Regions from separate parts of the Gossypium hirsutum genome. Here region 1 is linked to region 2. Evidence: chromatin contacts called from public Hi-C data. All regions are on one chromosome and are shown on one strand. Each heading gives the region's core, a stretch centred on a gene start, on an enhancer-like site or on the middle of the called end of the contact. The rest is flanking DNA. Distances are from core to core; before and after follow the strand shown. Region 1 has its middle 40 kb from the start of LOC121228758. Region 2 holds the start of LOC107948533 (protein ROOT PRIMORDIUM DEFECTIVE 1).

Region 1 (6,219 bases), core at 3,554-6,053, 600 kb after region 2:
CGATATTAACTGGAAATTGATTGATATAAATGATATACTCGTTCGTATGAGATAAACTGATACCTTTTTGAGATTTTTGATCTATAAATTGTTTGTAAATGTTTGATACTTTTTATAGCACCTTATTGCTTGGGTCCAACAACCATACTGGGTAAAGGGTGTTACAAAAGTTAAGTAATTTATTGAAAAAGAAAATGAGATAGAAAAGATTTGCTTTAAGCAGTTTGTATAGAGTGGACGGCTATCCGAATACATATTAACTAGTAATTTCAGGATGGTCCTAAGTCTAGAACCCCTTGGAGTATTTAGAGTTTAACAACCTAAACTAAGGGATTATGTTATTTGCAAGGAAAGAAAACTACGGTTAAGCCACTAAATGAGAAGATACTAAAACTACAATTAAGCCAATAACTAAGGATAAGATGAGATATGTGTTGCCCTAGTAGAGTGAATCATCCCATTATGTAGACTACAATCTCCTCTACGGGATCAAAGATTAAGTCAAACTCCATGTAAGACATACAAACCTGCTTTTTCCTAGATGCATGTGATCTTCTAAAATAGGAAAGTATAGATGGCAACGTATCACATCCCTTCAACTATTAAAATGCAAAAGAACATCAAAAGAAAAATAACATACAAATGCATGATCTTCTTTTATCTTGTCATCAAAAAATGCTAACTAACCTGTACAAAACGACAGCCGCTTTATCAGAACTACATCTATATTTGAACTCGGTGATATTTCATTGGTCCTACCTGTCAATCCCAATAGTTAATGGGTTATCAGATACTGTTATTTAGTAACACAAATGAAGAAAGTGGAAATTTTATAGGTAAGTTAAAAGACATTAACTTGCAAGGAAATACCAGTTCACAAAATTGTTTAAAGCTTCCAGGCTTCTCAGCCAAAATGGTTGCAAGAACTGCCTCTTGTTTTCTACCCACATTAGCCAGTTCGGTAACCACTCTAAGCTTATCAAAATTCATGTTTGCGCCACTAGTTATAGCCACAATGTTCTTTCCTTTCAAACCATAATATTTGCAATATGCTTCAGCTCCTGCAAGAGCTAAGGCACCTGCTGGTTCTAGAATGCTCCTCTTCTCTTCAAACATGTCCTGCAACACAAGCATTATAGCAGTCAATCCTAACCATTCAAACAATCTGTGTGATAATTAATTGAGTACATCAGTCATCCAACGAAAACCAATCATATTAGTCATAACGAACAAAGAAAAGAGAAACAAGGAGAGAAAAGCATCATAAGAAGGGTTTCTAACATCTAGAAGATTGCGAATAAATAATTTAGAGAAAAAATTGTATCCCAAAAAGGAAAATAGCTCACCAGAAAACTGCATCTAAAATTGAATAATTTCACGTTAAACATGCAAATTACGAGGAAACTAACCAGAACCAAGTTACCTTTATATGAAGAACCAAAGGCAAATCCTAATTCCTAAAATACAACATCTAGAATCTGAATAAAACCAACGGTACACCACATTTAAACTTAAAGCCTGACACTTCATTTCAAATTAAGATTTTATGAAATGATATGTCAACAATTCAGTGGGTGGGGCCAAGCATAGAAAAAGGTCAATGGAAAACATTGAATCTAATTGATAATTTTCATAACATCTCTGTAGCTTAACCTTGGATTAATAAATAATTTTCCATCCTTATCCATTTTCAAGTATAAGCAAAATAAATTTTGAGAAACTGAAGATGTAAAAATTGATTATCGTTTTGTATTTTAACAATTGGGATGAAAAAATATATATTTATCAGCCAAAGCAAATCAATGCAAATTTAGGAACATGAAAATCATACCTTTATAGAGGCGCAAATAGCATCACGGCTTACAAGAACAACACCATCGACCAATTCTCTACATAGACAGAAGGTTTCTACACCAACTTCCTTAACAGCTACTCCATCAGCAAATCCTCCAACCTTGTCCAACATCACTCTTTCACCATGATGCAATGACAATGCCATTGCATTTGCATCAGAAGGCTCCACTCCAATAACCTTCACCTGAATATTAAGACACCAGCAAGTAATGTGGATGAATTATGTCATGCAACAACGTACAAGCTCAGTCATATAATTTCAAACAAAAATAAATAGAGAGAGAGAGAGAGAAAACAAAACCGCAAATTGCCTAAAACATTTCGTTTCTAAATCATTTCATGAAAAACACACTAATTGAAGCAATCTACAAGATAACAAATTTTCACTTCTAAAAGGGGGGGGGGAATAACCCTAAAAGTGAATTTCCAACAGTAGAACATAAGTTTCAATCAAGGATGTAACAGGTGTGCTGGATGCAGGCCTCTTGTAAGATCATAAATGAAAAGAAAAAAACACGTTAGAGCTGAAAATAGATAAGAAAACCTTGGAGTTTCATCTAGTGTATTAAGAGATTCTCAATGTACCATGATCATGAGTTCAACATATCAAGAATTTAAGTCCACTCTAGTTTTTTCTACAAATGCATATAATCATATTGGTAGTCCTATAGTTATCTGAGTTTGAACAAGACAAAGTTCTGAATATAATTAATTAATCAAAGGCGCTATGTATCAAATTAAAATTAGGCAATGCAAAAAGTATAAAGTAGCGTTAGAAAAGCTTGCTCACCTATTAATTTCTAAAGACTGGAAAATGAGGCATGCTTCTAAGTCTTAAACTATTCTAATTCATCTATGTCTGTAAGGTGAAATTGTCATCAATACGTAACAGTCAATTGAAAACTTTCCTAAGTCAGCTTCCATGAAGATCTTAAGCATCTGACCAGGGACGCCTATTATGATATGTCAACATAATTGCCAAGGTCAGATCAAGTTATCTAGCAATTAGCAACAAAATAAATTCCCACCTTTAACAAAAACCAAATGAAATTTCAAGTCTTGAAATATATATGATGATTCAAGGCTCGAGAGTAATAAAAAAGGAAGGAAACTGAATATATGAAGTGGCAAGCGCTTATCATCTACAAAGAATGAAAGAACTCCAAGCTCCCACGCAACATTATGCAATAGTAATGTTTAAAATAAGAAACCAAATACCTCTGGGGAAACCCTCTTTACATAAGCAGCAATGCCAGCTATGAGCCCACCACCACCAACAGGAACAAAGATTGCATGCAATGGGCCTTGCATTTGGCGCACAATCTCCATTCCAACAGTACCTTGTCCCATGATAACGTCTGGATGATCAAAAGGGGGTATAAAGGTACGACTTCCCTCTTTAGCCCGCTTTTTAGCATATGCTTGTGCCTCATCATAAGAATCTCCAACGAGAACAACAGTTGCAGCCAACCTCTCAACAGATTGCCACTGCAAAAAAAGAAACCCACCATTCAAATTAAAAAATCCTACAGACGGCACAATTGATACGAGAAATTTCACAAAGAAATACCTTAATTTCAGGAGTTGTGACAGGCATAGCGATAACAGCATTGCAACCAAGCTTCTTGGCAGCCAATGCAACCCCTTGGGCATGATTGCCTGCTGATGAGCAAATAACCCCTTTTTCTAACTGCTCCTTCGTAAGCTTAGCCATCATATTATAAGCTCCACGAAGCTTAAAAGAGAATACCTGAAAATATCGAACATCAAACAAGTAAGCACTTTATCATAATATGGAAAATAAGGAACTGCAAAAAAACAAGTCAGGTACTCAGATCTCTATTTCAAATACGATGAACTAGAAAGTAAAGTGTTTCCATTTTGGCAAGTTATTAACATACTCCACTCCACGATAGAACTAAAATTCAACTAACAAAATGTGAATGCTTACTCATAACACTAAGTATCTGAGGGCACATAAATTAAAAAACAGAAAGCGCTAATCCAAGATGAAATAAAGACTCCGCTAAGGTTTAAATAAGTAAAAGCAAAATCATAGAATATAAGATGTCCCAATCTCCCGACACCACCACCATTAATCATAGAAACAAATATCATTATAAATGAAAAACCAAAAGCCATAAAGACAAGGAAGTCTATCACATTTCAATAAATGTAATGCAGAACAAAAAACTACAACTTCAAAAAGAGTGCAAAATTTAAAAGAAAAAGGAACGTTGGAATCATTAAATAATGCACAAAAAGGTTCCATTTTTTAAAAACGGAAAGTTTTCTTACCGGCTGCAAATCTTCTCTCTTGAGCCAAACTTGATTACCCAATCGTTCAGACAACTTAGTCGCCAATTGTAACGGCGACTCTATCGCCACATCATAAACTTTGGACGACAATATATTCGTTAAGCATTCCATCGCATTCTTCACGTCGCCGTTTCCTTCGTCCACTGAACGTTCTGGAATCGCACCTAAGTACCCTGAGGGATATTGCAGGGAATTGGCAGACACCCTCGGCCGCTCGGAAGGCGCCACCACGAAACCTTGCGACGGAGACGAAGCGACAGTGTCTTCGCTAGAAGTAAGGGTCGGGGAAGAGACCTCAGTCGTCGGTTTTGACACAGAGACTCTGATCCGATGGGCGATACATTTCTTTGTAAAGTGTGGCCCAATGAATGATGTACGTAGCACGGTCTCTGTGCGGTGGAGTAGCGTCGGTTGAGGTGGCGCGAGGCGGAGACCCTCCATCAGTTCCTTTTTCTTCTTCCTTTTTCTTTTATGTAATAAAACCGTGATGTGCTTGTGAGGCGTTGAGGCGGCTTTGCCCTTTGGAGGGATTTTGTACCTTTTATAGGCCGAAAGAAGAAAATTGGAGTGGGGTACTCTCTTCCGTTTTGGCGCAATTTTAGAGTTGAAGAAACGGAGCCTGTAAATTAACGCCACGTAGTCTCGGTGACGAAAGGCTGTCACTTTATGGGACGAGGTTTCGCTTCACTGCGGGTGACCTCTAAATGAAACATCAAACCAGAGACGGGCTACGTGGAAACAAATATGGAGTTAGCTTCATCTTATTTTAGGTAAGCTTTAAACTTTTTTTTATTAGGTCAGCTTTGAAGTAATTTGCTGTTGGAATTTGTTTTTATTTTAACAAAAAAATTAAAATTAACCAACACAATTCTATTAATTTTATTTTAGATCATGTGATCCGTTTGAATATATATAATAAGTTTGCATATTTGTGTGACTCATAGAGGTATGCATGGGTCAAGTTATCCGGCCAAGTTCGAAGGGCCGCTCGAAAAATAGGAGGGTTCGGATAAAAATATAAGCCCGAAATATGGTTTGAGCAAAAAAATGAGACCCGTTTAGAAATAGGACCGGGCTTTGGGTAAAACTTTTTTTGCCCGGCCCGACCTGGCCCGAATTATATACTAAATATATATATTATTTTTAATATTATTTACATTTTATTTTCAATTTTAATATAACCACTTTTTATTATATTTTCAATTTATGTATTGTTTTTAAAATTATTTTAGTCTCACTTTTTATTTGTTTATTATTTTAATATTTGTTTTTATATTTTTAAATGTATTTGATTTATTATATTTTAATTTTTTTATATAATGAAATAAGGTAAAAAAATTAATATGGGTCGGGCCGGACCGGGCCAGGCTCAGACTTAACAATTTTATTTCAAGTCGGGCTTGGACAAATTTTTAGGCTCATATTTCGAGTCAGGCCAAGCCCAGACCTAAAAAATGGGCCTAAAATTTTGTCTGGGCCCGGCCTATGCACACCTTTAGTGACGCATAAATTAACTGTATTTATTAATATAATTATTTTTAAAAAGAAATAAAATTTTAATCTTAAAAAAATTAATAATACAGATGATTAGTATATAAAATATATGTTTTATTACGAAGATTGAAAATATTAAATTCAAATAATTATAATAAATAAAGATGTCAATTGTTAAAATAAATAAAAAAAATTTGGAATGTTTTATTATAAAATTTTATACTAATAAATAAATTAATTTATGAAAAAATAATTGATAGTAACAAAAAGATTTTTATTATAAAAATAATAAAAATAAGATTAATTTTAAAAAAAGACTTATAAATGGTAATATATGAATAATAATTAAGTTATATTTAAAGTAAATTATCTAATATAATTTAAAAAAAAAACAATGAGTAAAAGCGTAATTTATCCAAAGTGAAACTAAATTATAATTTAAGCTATTTAATTTAAAAATAAATTATAAAAATATTAAATATATAAATATTCTTACAATAAAATTTATTCTTTTAATTTTTTAATTTTTATTTTTTCCATTTGAATTGGTAT
Region 2 (6,431 bases), core at 3,845-6,344:
CCAGCCCTAGTTAGTAGAACATGAATGACTATTAAAAAAAATCAGAAGAACAGTTCTAAACAACCAGAACAGATTCAACACATCACAAAATAGAAGTAGAAATAAAACACTTCACTTAGGCACAAACGCATATAGACAACCTTAAACTGCAATGCTATCGTTATGCAACTTAAATACACTCTTCATCTAAAATCACTGTTATTAATGTGTCAAATGCAGAGAAGCTTCATATTTTCCAACTTGAATACAAACAAAAGCATGTAATGAAAAAAGTGAACTCTCAAATCCAATTTATGACGAAAAACCAAAAAAAATTGGTCATATTTTTAGCTCCAATAGCAGCACCTTATGCAGTTGCAAAGATTTAAGGCATAAAAGCATTGAAATTCCCAAAAGGTGTAATCTAAGAAAATAATTGATTCCATATACCATCAATTACAGACATGATCTACCAAAGAATTGCAAGATAGTGCAAATATACTATAGATCATATATGAAAATACCAAAATAGACTGCCAATTCTAGTCCTATTCCGAAATCAATATCCAAAATAGCTGATTATATAGTAACCAAACCATTTACTAGATTGAAAATCATATTTCAAAACAGAAAGAAAACATCAAATTAATCGATAAAGGGAAAAAATTAAGAACAAAAAGATGTACCCGGTGCTTCCCAGCTTCTAGATGCTCTTGTTTCCGTGAAGAAGGCAAGGCCTGAGCCGACGCCATTTTCATTTTACCCTTTCTCTCTTTTTTTTCTTTTTTTTTTTTTTTGAATTTAACGATGAGAATCCAAAATCAGCAGATGAACAAGGAAAACTTTGGAATATTCAAGTGCCTAAGATACCTGAATTCACAAAACTATAGATTTCAAAGCTAAAAAGAGGCATCAGCTTCGAACAATTGGTAAAACACAAGAAAAAAGAAAGGATACTTATGAAGTAGATTCAAACCATTCTATGCTAAGGGATTAATTATAAATCTGAAACCATTTTAAAAGTAACAAGACTCACTGACATTCAAAGAACCCTCTCAATGGCTATGCTTTCAAAGGGTTTCTTCCATTATGGTTTTTTTTTCTTTTCTTACTATTTTCAAGATTGACCTTTAGTGAACTCTCTCAATGTCTACAAAGATGATGGATTTTATTGTCAAAATCATTTGATTTGCATTAATGCCTTAATTTTTTTTTTCTTTTCAAATAATTCGATCTAGTTGCTACTATATCAATGTTGCAGCACACAATTTTGCAAGGAAGAAAACTAATTTACTGAGCATCGATATACTTGAGAATTGATCATAATTCATAAATTAGGTAAATAATTTCCTATAATTTTCAGAATTTTCATATTACTGGTTGATCAATCCACGGTTTCTCTCAACGATTTCCTAAATCTTTATATGTTTCTCCAAATTCATAATCTTTCTTACTAGGTTATTGATTTTTCCTTAAGTGTTAAGAAATCATGCACTGTAATGCCTAATTGACAGGATGAAATAAACAATAATTAAGAACAGAAACGAAAAACAAAAATAGTAAGCCTACCTTGAGAAAAATATGAGGATTGAACCAAACCTCATCAACAAAAGAGAGGAAAAAATCTAGGAACGAAGGCCTGAGATAAATCAGAGTGTTGGCGCCGAGAAGATTGGTGGTGACCGATGGCTTCCACGGCAGCCGGTAATATTCGTTGACGGCGTGAAGAGCCAACAACAGCAGCATTCCATGAGACACTACTCCTCTCCTCCATCTTTCGCTGTCTATTGGCTATGGTTTTTGTCTGCAATTTTCAGTTTGTGAATCAACAAAAAAAAATTCAATAAAAGGTTAAAAGAAAGAGAATCTTTCTTGCTACATATGTTTAACATTGCCTTTTCCAGACTCTTCCTTTAGTTTCTATCAGTAAATTTTTCTCTTTTGCAACCCAACGGGAAGGGGAAAGGGAAGGGGAAGGGGAAGAGGAAAGGAGAGAAAAATTTTCCCGTATTTTGGAAAATGTCTTACAGAAAAAAAAAGTGTAAGACATTTTCCCCAAAAGAAGGCTTATTTTCCCATGTTTTGGAAAAAATTTTACAATAGGAGTTTATTTTCCACCAAACAAATGGTGGAAAATGATGAAAATATTTTCAAGAAAACCAAATACAAGCAAACAAACTGAGCCTTAGCGTTTGAGTTTGTTTATTGAAAAAAAAATTAAGATTAGTTAGTTAAATGAATCAAGTCATATTTGGTTGTTTATGAACAAGCTTTTTATTCAATTTATTATTTAAAATTTGTTTATTGCTTGATTGCTATATAATTTATAATATTACTATTTGTCAAAACCATTTTTTTGAAAAAACGGGAATCGACTTTTTAAGACAAAATGTGGAGTTGCCACCAATTTTTGTTTTGGTGTGATTGGGTCACCTTAATAAAATATTTTATTCTATTTAAATCAATTTTGGCCTACAAAATTCGAGAAAATGAGTTCGGGAATCGGTTACGTATGAGGAAGGATTAGCACCCTCACTACGTCCAAAATTGGTACCAAATTGATTAAACACTGTCCTTATGTCCAAATTTTAAAGCTATTTTTGAAATATAGTTCCCTTTGAAGCATTTGAATGGCTCAATTTGGTCGTCAAAATTCTCTTGTTTCAGAGGAATACAGCATCACATCCAGCACGATAGAACACAATCCTTTATACCCTCGAAAACATGATAAATTTTGACTCCCAAAAGTTTATATGTTGAAAATTACAGAAAGATGCCCAATTGTTTAGTCCAATGAAAAATCGAAACCTAGCATAGTAAGGCACGATTCCTCGAATTTTTTAACATTGCCTTATTTTAGAATTTAGAAAACATGAGTGAAATTCTAAATGAATATTCGATTATTTTGAACAAACGGGAAATTGCAACCCAACACGATAGGGCACGATTCCCCGAATTTCCAAACATCGAACCCTACCTTCGCTTTAAGGAATTTTCAAAGTACGGATGAAATTTCAAGGAATATTTGATTATTTGGACAAACAGAAAATCGAAACCCAGCACGGTTGGGCACGATTCCTTGAGTTCCCAAATATCAACCATTGTTTTTTGCTTTAAAGCTTACAAAAGGCGGACGAAATTTAAAAGGGAAATATGATTATCTAGACAAATAAAAGATCAAAACCCAACACATTAGGACACGATCCCTCGAATTTCTAAACATCAAACATCGCCTTCGTTTTAAGGCTTAGAAAACGCGCATGAAATTTTAAAGGGAAATTTGACAATTTAGACAAACGAAAGACCGAAAACCAACACATTGAGGTACAATCTCTCGAATTTCTAAACATCAAACATTACTTTCGTTTTATAAAGTCGACTCAAAATACATTAATTTGACTTGAAATAAAGTAAAATCGTTAATTGGATTAATAAGTTGAAAACTACAATGCGACAATTGTGAATGAAAGGCGAATAAACATGGAAAAATATACATGGATAGCGAACTCTATTAATGAATGAGAAAAAAAAAACAGATTAACGTACGCACAATAGTAATGAGCTCACATCCAAACAATAATAATCAAGATAATAAAAACTAAAAAACATAGCTAATCAGAATAGAACTATAACAAGTTGTCAAACATAGATAAATAAAATTAAGATAGCAACACAAAAGACTAATGTACGCTACAAAACAATAATATATGAAATAATATGAAAACAAAAAACATATAACATACAAAACAATATGGAACTAGGAACCAATATGATATAAAACAATTTAAAAACTATATGAGAAATTAAAAATGAATAACACATGCTTGAACTTGAAATAATATACATATATAAAGTAAAAACTAATAATACATGAATGATTATTAAAATAGATGTTATGAAAGAGGGAGTTTGGATCAAATAATGTACAAAATATTTTAAAAATAAAATACGTCTATTTAAAGTTGATAATATATATACAAAAAAAACTTAATAAAAATAAAATATAAAAGGGATAATAATATATGAAAGAGTTTTAAATAACAAAAATATAGAGTAAAAATTTTTTAAGAAGTAAACTATATACATAATAGATTTGAAAGGAAATATATATATATATAAATTGATTTAAAAGAAAATATATATATATAAGACAACATGAAAACAATATATATATATAATAAAAAACAATTTTAATATAAACTATATATAATAATATAAAAAAAATAATAAAAACAACTAAATGAATGAAAGATAGGTAAAACGGAATAATAAAAAGTATGTATATAAAAATATAAAAAGAGAATACATAAAAAGGAACAATCCAATTTGAAATACTAAGAAACAAAATAAAAAGAAATGATGAGAACGTAAGTAGATAAAAAAATCATTAATAAAAATTGATTAAAGATTGGAACTGTACAAATGAATAACTTGAACAACTTGAAATAATATAAAATTTGAAGGATAAATAGATATACATATAATATCGAATTTAAAAGTAAAGATAATCAACAATAGTTAAAATAATATTAAATTTAAATAGTTTAAAGTAGAAGAATAATAAATTGATAAATCAAATATAAATAACATTGAATCTAAATATTTTAAAAGTAAACGAAGAATGAGCAAATAAATAAATAAATATCACTATTATTAAATTTAAGTATGTAAAATAATGAATAAATAGCGAAGTTAAATAAATTAGGATTTAATCGAAATCAAAACAAAATTAAAAGAAAAAAACGGAATAAAATAAAATATCAGGCCCAAATTATGAAACATGAATGAGATGGGGGGCCAAATGGGGCAATATCCCCGTCCCCCAAAACGCATAACTTCAATAGGGACTGAATCTGAATACTGCAAAAATTACAGGGCAAAAATCAAAAGAAAAGAAAAAAGGAACAAGGCCGAATTGCGACAGACCACAAAAGCGGAGGGACCGAATCATAAATATCCCATTAAAGCGGAAACACGCGGGTCTTGGCATGGAGTGGGTCGGGTCGCGAGTCTGGCGCCTAAACGGCGCCGTTTAGCCTCCAGAACCAAGGCACAAAAACGGTGCCGTTTTATGTACAGTATAAATCTGAAATTTTTTTACAAAATTGCATTTGGCCCTTGATTTTTTCTTCTCAATAGCAGAATACTCCTTTTTGCTCTTCTAGGGTTTTGACTCAAACAAAACACGCCGTCGTCGGACCACCACTATATCCGGTGGTCGGTAACGCGCGAAAGGCTCCCATTTCAGACGAAGAACCCGATCGACCAAGGCTAAACATTGAGGTAAGTACCCTTTTTCTTTTTATTTTTCTTGTACCGTAAATAAAGATAATGGGAAAAGAAGAAACAAATCTAAATCGAAGAAAAGCTAGATTTAAAAAAAAAATCACCTTTTGCAAATTTGCTTCCTCTTTATTTCTATATTTTTTGTGTTTCATACAAATTGTTTTTTTTTCTTTTAAAAAATCCTCCCTCTTACAATACAATCGGTTTTCCCCTCTTATAACCAAATAATCTCTATTATTTTATTTTTGCTCCTCTTTCGTTGTCCTTCTGCGTTGTTGCCTCTGTTGTCTTTTTGTTTTACTTGTTGCTTTGGTTTTGCAAGTGTCAGAAGAGTTGGTGGTACGGGCGATGAGACAGGGGCCGACATACACGTGGAGGGCAGAGTGGCGCAAAAGGGGGAAGACCCTAGGGTTTCTGGAAATTTGTTTAAGTTATGGGTTAGGGTCTAGGTTAGTTTTTGGGACATAAAGTATTTGGGCCTTGTAAATGGACTTGTAATTGGACCGTTTAATTTTTATTTGGTTTATTTTTATTTAGTGGGCCCGGGTAAAAATGGGCTTTTACACTATTGTTTGTGTATTAATTTTTATTATAATTTTTTAAAATAAAAAATATTTGTTTATTATTAATAAACATTTTAAAATTATTGACGAATATGTTTGTAAATCGAGAATAGATTGAAGAGAGGAGACAGCAAGGCTAGTGTCAATTATTGCAACAGTGAGAAAAAAAAATGAGAGAAAGATTTGGTGTTCTGAGAAAGAAGCTTGATTAAGGAATGAAGAGGAATAGAAATAGAGAAATAAAAAGAGGTTGGTTGGATGGAGCAAGTGTACAAGGTAAGTTTGATTGTTCATTCGGTGGAAGGGCAGGGATGGAGCAATTTATGGACCCAGGTTTTCACTCCAAAAAGCGCCATTTCCCTGCAGTGAGAGATCCCAGTTCCTGACGTCGGACACTAGCACTATATTTGTATCGCTACATACTCTCCAACCAATCTTTACATCTCAATCTCAATTAAGTATGAAAATCATCTCTTTGTTTGTTTCTCACGAATTACTTGATTTTTTGCTAGTATTGGCAATGAGTGCCAGTCTCTGAAATCAATTTCCTTTGATTTCAGCTTTCGCTATTCTTGCCTGTTATGTGTTTGTCATAAGTTCTCA

Evidence for each region. Hi-C and Micro-C count contacts between places; a contact is called where the count stands out from the background.
Region 1: a Hi-C map of leaf shows a contact between it and region 2, with 3 times the contacts expected there. The contact joins the enhancer-like site here to the promoter of LOC107948533 in region 2. A contact is called at or near these places in 13 of 34 Hi-C or Micro-C datasets (callus, leaf, petal and 1 more).

The regions. Positions count from the first base shown.
Region 1 is chrA04:62,252,033-62,258,251 of Gossypium_hirsutum_v2.1, forward strand. It overlaps the pseudogene LOC107948127. Among protein-coding and RNA genes, the nearest start is that of LOC121228758, 40 kb to the right of the region's middle. Within about 2 kb of position 4,804, at least 3 of the 9 cell types and tissues checked have an H3K27ac peak or open chromatin away from gene starts, as enhancers often do. A contact at or near this core is called in leaf, where this site is marked.
Region 2 is chrA04:61,647,582-61,654,012 of Gossypium_hirsutum_v2.1, forward strand. LOC107948533 (protein ROOT PRIMORDIUM DEFECTIVE 1) reads left to right here and starts at 5,095. Exons shown (of 4, transcript XR_005925652.1): 1 at 5,095-5,262; 2 at 5,588-6,431. LOC107948532 (a long non-coding RNA gene) reads right to left here and starts at 2,195. Exons shown (of 4, transcript XR_005925650.1): 1 at 1,549-2,195; 2 at 666-863.